Linked DNA regions of Rattus norvegicus: region 2 is linked to region 1. The links are chromatin contacts, called in public Hi-C maps. All regions are on one chromosome and are shown on one strand. Each heading gives the region's core, a stretch centred on a gene start, on an enhancer-like site or on the middle of the called end of the contact. The rest is flanking DNA. Distances are from core to core; before and after follow the strand shown. Region 1 has its middle 400 kb from the start of Hs3st3b1. Region 2 holds the start of Hs3st3a1 (heparan sulfate-glucosamine 3-sulfotransferase 3A1).

The links. Hi-C and Micro-C count contacts between places; a contact is called where the count stands out from the background.
Region 2: a contact with region 1 is called in a Hi-C map of Schwann cells, with 7 times the contacts expected there. The contact joins the promoter of Hs3st3a1 here to the enhancer-like site in region 1. A contact is called at or near these places in 2 of 12 Hi-C or Micro-C datasets (Schwann cells and hepatocytes).

Annotation. Positions count from the first base shown.
Region 1 is chr10:48,694,899-48,698,248 of GRCr8, forward strand. No RefSeq gene overlaps it. Among named protein-coding and RNA genes, the nearest start is that of Hs3st3b1, 400 kb to the right of the region's middle. Within about 2 kb of position 1,398, at least 1 of the 93 cell types and tissues checked has an H3K27ac peak or open chromatin away from gene starts, as enhancers often do. A contact at or near this core is called in Schwann cells, where this site is marked.
Region 2 is chr10:49,591,531-49,595,174 of GRCr8, forward strand. Hs3st3a1 (heparan sulfate-glucosamine 3-sulfotransferase 3A1) reads left to right here and starts at 1,678. Exons shown (of 2, transcript NM_001172067.1): 1 at 1,678-2,237. The coding sequence starts at 1,678.

The DNA.
Region 1 (3,350 bases), core at 148-2,647:
ACTGTATAAAAGGGCCGCAGCATTAGGAAGGTTGAGAACCACTGGGATGGGAAACAAGGCGAAGTTTTCACTTTTCGTAGGATGACTGCTGACAAGCAAGCTATGGTAAATGGTGAGATTAGTGGAGAAATTTGAAATTTTGTAACATTTTGGTTAGTATAAAAATGATGGGACAACTTTTGAAAATATCTCTTAACTTAAGTAAAGCTACTGGGAATAGAGAGATGGCTCAGTGGTTAAGAGTACTGACTGCTCTTCCAGAGATCCTGCATTTGATTCCCAGCAACCACATGGTGCCTCACAATTGTCTTTAAGTCCAATTTCAGGGCATCCAACACCTTCTTTTGGCTTTAGCAGGCATCAGACATAGCTGTGGTACACATCCATGTATGCAAGAAAAACATTTATACACATAAAATAATAGAAACATCTTATTTTTAAAAAGAAAGCTACTATATAATTCAACAACCCCACATCTGCATCTATTCGAAAGAAATAAAATCCAAATTGAAGAAAGACCCACCTTCTATTTTCTTCAGGGGCATTTTCCAGCCCACCACAGTGATAAAATCTTTCATATACAGAGATGCATAGGCAGGGATGTAATACATAGAAACTACCATGAGGATTTGGAGAATATAGTCACTTTGCCATTTTACTTCAGATTCCTTTAAAAAAATAAACTACATCAAAGATGTGCTCGCTCTCTCTCTCTCTGTCTCTCTGTCTCTGTCTCTCTCTCTCTCTCTGCCAATGCATGCTCACAGATCACTCCTATGAAGATGATGTGCACTGTACCCCATGTAACCAACCCCAGTGGTGCTTGTGAGGTATCATAAGCAAAGGAATGCAGGCGGCCTCTCAAAGCTGGATAATACAGAGAACCCATTTCTATCCTATAGCTCCTGAGGGAATGCTAAGAAATGTATGATGACTCATTATAGAAAACAATTGAAATTGTTTCATATCAGTGGCCAAAAGATAAATAACTTCTTTTCACGTCGAAAAGTATGCTAACTCTATTGAGACAAGAAAGTAATTAGGAACGATTATTTTATTCATTATGCCAAAATAAATTCCAAGTGTATTAAAAACTAAATATGGGTTTTTTACAAAGTTACAGGCACAGTGGCAAAAGACAGAGCATTTGGAAAATATTCTTGATGAGATGGAGAACTCTTTTAACCAAAGTTAAACCCATTCAACATCAATGCTTTTGTTAAGTTTGGATGAATAGCAAGCAGTGCGTATGAATGAGATTATTATGAAGAAAAATCTTGAAAAGTCAACTTGCCAAAAGTCTACATAAATGAGTGTTTTGCCTGGGTGTACATTAGTGAATCACGTGTATGCAGAGCCTGCAGAGGGTGGAAAGGGTGTGCGATCCCTTGGGACTAGAGCTACAGATGCTTGTGGACTGCCACGGGGGTGCTGGGAACTAAAAAGTTCTTCACCACCGAGCCTTCTCCACAGTCCTGAAACTGCAAAGAGTTCTTGACTAACAGTGAGCCAGGCAACGCGGTGTGTGCTTGCAATTCCAGTGCTTGTAAGGCTGAGACAGGAGAAGTGCTAATTCAAAGCCAGTTGGTGCTACGTGGTGAGATCCGGGAAAATCTTGGCTGGGTAACAACGGATTATTTAAAGAGTTACAACCACTAACCTACAAATTCATGAGTAAATAATGACTGACAGGGTTTAAGGATAATAGACATTCTTAAATAGAAGGATTTGAAAAGTTCAGTTTTAAACATGAAGAGCTCTGCTGTACCCGGTGCTAGCAATGTGCAGAGTGCATTCCGATGCACAGGACATTAGGTGCTGTAAGACAGCACACACTTATGAGGGGAGAAAACTGTTCGGAGATCAGTACTTCTGAATATATAAGTTAAAAATAGTTGCCAACTTGACTACATCTGAATTCACTAAAACCCAAGTGGCTGGGTACATCTTCCAAAGATTGTTTTTCCTAATTAAATCTTTTGAAGTAAGAAGACTCATCTTTCATTCAGATCTTTTGAGGTGGTAAGACCCACCTTTTACCTGAGCCATACCCTCTGCTGACAGCCCATATAAAGAACATAGAAGAAGGAACTTTTTTCTCTCTTTGCCTGCTCATTCTTACTCTTGCCGGCAAGTCTATCTCTTGACTGACATGAGAGCCTGCTTCTTTGGGATTTTGGAACACTGAAGACCGGCCTCATGGATTGAACAACTACTAGATTCTTAAGATGTTCCGTTGTTGTTGTTGTTGTTGATTTTTAGATGTTCCTTTGGTAGACAGTCATTGTTGGACTAGCTGGACCCCAGCCTGTAAGCCACTAATAAATTTCCTCTCAAAATATAAATGCTATCAATTCTGTTTCTCTAGAAAGCACAGACAAATAAAATGGTAAACATAGTTAAAATTTTTAAATAGGTATGCTTATCTACCTGATAATTCTACAACAAATAATTTAGAGTGTTCATTGTCACAATGCTTATCATAGAAAAATATGGACCAGTGAGACAAATCAGTGGATAAAGGCACTTGCTGCCAAGATTGACAACCTGAGTTTGATCAATCTCTGGACCCACACGTTAGATGGAGAAAACAAATTATCTTCTGATTTCCACTGTATTCTTCACATGTGTGACCTCCACTATGGCATGTGGACTCCCCAACTGTGACTACTACCATACACAAAGGAAAAATTGAAAAGATCCACTAAACCTGAGAGTGGTTGTTTGAATAGAAATGGTCCTCATAAACTCCTATGTGTGAACGCTTGGCCCATAGGGAGTGGTACTATTAGGAAGTGTGGCCTTGTTGGAGTAGGTGTGGCCTTGTTGGAGTGGGTGTGGCCTTGTTGGAGTGGGTGTGGCCATGTTGGAGTAGGTGTGGTCTTGTTTGAGGAAGTGTGTCGCTGTATGGGGTGGGCTTTGAGGGTGGTCTTAGCCAGAGTGTCTGATTCTCAAGCTCCCTTAGGATCAAAATGTAAAAAATCACAGTTCCTTCTCCAGTACCATATCTGCCTACAAGCTGCCATGCTCCCTGCCATGACAGTAGGAGTTGCTGTGGTGTGGTCATAGTATCTCTTCACAGCAATAAAACCCAAACTAAGACGCTGAGAATCTTGAGGAGAAAAGACCAAACCTGTTGCAGTAAAAATAAAAGAGCGATGGGACGAATTCCTGTGAGTACTCTGGCGATTGCGAATTCCGGCTCCAACAGACCATTGGAACTAGCACTAATTTATCCAGATTAGTATCTCTCCCAGCGGCTCTCTGCTAGCCTTGAACTCTCTGGTTCCAGCTACCTGGTAAAATCATGATTCTAGAAGTCCAGCAGCGGCTGGCCTATCGCAGTTCCC
Region 2 (3,644 bases), core at 428-2,927, 900 kb after region 1:
ATAGGGGTCAGGGGAAGTAAGAGAAAAAGGAACCTGTTGTTTAGGGAAGGACTCTTAGCCCTCGAAGAGTGAGAACACATTCACACATGTAGATGGTGTACATATTTAAAGTATTAAACTTTATCAACGACTGGGTAGGCGGATTTGGAATTGTACTTCCTTTTTTTTAAAAAAAAAAACCATAATTTCTTCTTTTGGTGTATTTATTGATCTATTTCCTAAGGGGTTCCTTTCTGGTTCCTTTGTGGCTCTTAAATCCTTTTAAATAAATCCAAGGGAAAAACCAAAAGAAGGCTTGTCAAGGGCCCTCAGTGGACAGCGAGGTAGAAGGCAAATCTGTACTGAAGCATTCATTCTCTTTGCCCAGACAAATGGGGGCGTGGCCTGCCAGGAACTCCTGGAAACAAAACTTCAGAAGTCTGTGAGACCAGAGGGGATGTGATGGATGGGCTGGAAAAGGATTGGGATGCAGAAGCTGGGGCCAGAGGGAAGCGGGGAGTGGGGATCTGGGGTTGTTAAGGCTGCGAAAGGGTAAACTGAACTGGAGAGCTCTAAGAACACTTAATCCGACAAGGGGCGTTAGACCCAGGCAATCATACTGGCACTGTTAGTCTGACAGCGGCCCAGAGACCTGGGGTTAGGGGGAGGAGGGAGGAAAGGAGAGAGGGATTGTGAGGAAGGGGCGTCGCCTCTGTTGTACGCGCCCTCTCCAGTGTATTGGGCGGTGCCTCGTTACCTTTTTTTCCCCCTTCGGTCCCACCCCTTCTGCCTCTCTAGCCCGGCCCCTGCGGTCTCTGCTCTGCACCCCAGCGCGGATCCTGGCGTTGGTCTGGCCTGGGCCGTTGACGTCACCACCAAGTTTGCTGTCCTTCGCGTCCCACGTGTGGCGGTAGCGGCCGAGGAGGCTGCGGAGAGAGCCTAGGAGCACAGTGGCAGCCGTGGCTGACAGGTCCCGCGCAACCGGGCCACTCCAGGCTGTTCCCAGCTGGGGCCCCAGAGGAGTGGGTAGACTTCCGGAGCGCCTAAGAGGCCAGAAGGCTGGAGTCCCACTCGGACAGAGGGAATAACGGGGACTTTGCTTGCTCCCTTGCTGAGACTATCTGAGCCAGGACTCAGGACACGCTCCTGGGCGGGCCAGGAGAGCAGAACAGCCAGCGGCTGGGAAAAAGGTCACTCTCCCTAACCAGAGCGCACACAGTTCTTTGGCCCGGGAGCCCTGCATCCCCTCCACCCGGACCAAGCTAAGGATGCGCGATCGCTGATCCTAGTTCAGCACCGGTGGCCGCTCAGAACCCTGCTAAGCCAAACACCTTCGCCACCGCCACCGCAGAGACTCCCTTGCTCGCCGACTCTCGGGGACCCAGGGAGTCGAGCTCTGTGCAGCTAGGCTCCGGACTCGGGCGCGTTTCAGACCCGAGACTATGGTTTCTTAAGCACGGCCCCGCACTCCTTCCCGCCCCGTCGTACGCAGCCCGGGACCCTAAGAACGGCTCGCGGTGCTCGGTCCCCAGCTCCAGCTCCTGCTGCCGCCCCGCGGGGCAGCTCTCCCGCACGCAGCGGCGCTCAGGCGATGTGGCCGCGGGGCAGTACTCTGGCCGGCCGCGGGGATGGCGGGGCTCCTGGCACAGTCTTGGCCTAGCATGGCCGGCTCGCCCTCCAAGGTCGCCTCGGGCTAGGATGGCCCCCTCGGGTCCCTCTGGCGCGCAGCTCAGCCCGGCGGAGCCACTGTCGCGCAGTATCTTCAGGAAGTTCTTGCTGATGCTCTGCTCGCTACTCACTTCCCTCTACGTCTTCTACTGCCTGGCCGAGCGCTGCCCGCCGGGCTCCGGCCCCGTCGCGGGGGTCCCAGGGCGCGGCGTTCCTGCTGGACCCAAGGAACTGGCGATGTGGCCCGCGGGGGCGCCAAGGAAGCGCCTCCTGCAGCTGCGGCAGCGGAGGAGGCGCGGGCGGCCAGGGCCAGGAGACAGCAGCGACCCGGACGAGCAGAGCCCTGGGCTGGCCGCCGCTCCAGGCGGCTCCGGGGCGGGGAGCAGCGTGGCAGAGGCCCAACCTGGGACCCTGGCCTTACTCCTGGACGAGGGCAGCAAGCAACTGCCGCAGGCCATCATCATCGGCGTGAAGAAGGGCGGCACGCGGGCGCTGCTGGAGTTTCTGCGCGTGCACCCCGACGTGCGCGCCATGGGCGCCGAGCCCCACTTTTTCGACCGCAGCTACCACAAGGGCCTCGCCTGGTACCGGTGAGCGCGGGGACCCCCGTGGGTACTTCTGAGCGCTGGCTGTGCAGAAGGGGAGACTAGGAAGGGATGACAAAGGAGAAGCAGTAGCTGTCCCCAACTTGGGCTTCCATTCTTTCCTTCTCCCTTGAGGAGAGGCAGATTAAGAGAGGAAGGGGGGGGGTTAATTTTAAGCCTCGGGACTCCCTCCCTCCTCAAACATTCTACTCCTTGAAATCGCTAGCAATTAAATAAAGGAAAAGAAAAGGAAAGGAGAGAGAGAGAGAGAGAGAGAGAGAGAGAGAGAGAGAGAGAGAGAGAGAGAGAGAGAGAGAGAGAGAGAGAGAGAGATTCCTCTGAAGTTAGAAAACTGTTCCTCATTACTGGGTTATCTTACCAAAGGAAGCCTGCGTCTATTCTTTTATCTGTGGGGTAATTCCCTGTGGTTAACATGGTCTTTGCTCCGGTATTTATTTGCCTTGACCCTTTGCCAGATAGTTGTCCAAGGTGGTAAGTCATATAGAGACTTAGTAAAAGTGTCAAGAGACCATGTAGTTTGGATAATCTATGCCTCAGCAAGTGCCAGCAACTACTAACTGGGATTTTAAAAACACTTTTTGATAATATATCCGCCTGACAGAAAAATTTCTAAAGCGTTTCTTTACATATTATCTTTACAAATAAGATAGTTAATTTTAAATGGGGGGGGGGAGAATCATGGGGAAATGCGATGGATACAATTTAGGAAGTAAATCTCATTTACAGGGTAAGCTTATTTTCCAGTGTCAAATTCAGATCACCTATAATACCAGAGTTTGTCAAACTCTAATAAATTCTAGTGTGGCCTGGAGTTGGTTTGTGGTAAAAAAAAAAAAAAAAATACTGATTTTTTTCCCCTCCTCTCTCCTCCAAGTTCAAGGACAAAATTCATATGGTTAGGATTTTCCCATTTTATAAAGTTCAGCCTGTTCATAAAATATTCATTCTCATTATAACTGAAGCAATATTAGAAACGTTATGACACAGTCGAGATACATGGAAGGAGCCATTCATAAAATACAGACAGACATGATGTGATGAGTTTATTCACTTGTAGAATCAAGAACATGTTCAGATTGATTTCAGGAGCTGAATTTATAGTTTCGTCCTAAAAAAGTCGAATTCAAACATTAAACACTTCTAAAAACAGTTACTTTCCATTCATTGGAAAGAAAAACAATTGGCCTTCCCCTGATGTAGCATATATATCATTGGAAGTCATCAGCCACTTAAATAGACTCCCCCCCCACCCCCCATGTTTCCGCCATTTATGTTCTCTCCTCTGGGAAGCTCCTATGAAATGACCTGTTGAATCTGGACAACAGGTCCTTCTTCTGAACACAAAGGCAGTCCTGTGCTATTCCTCAAGGACATGAGAATGGGTGATTAAAG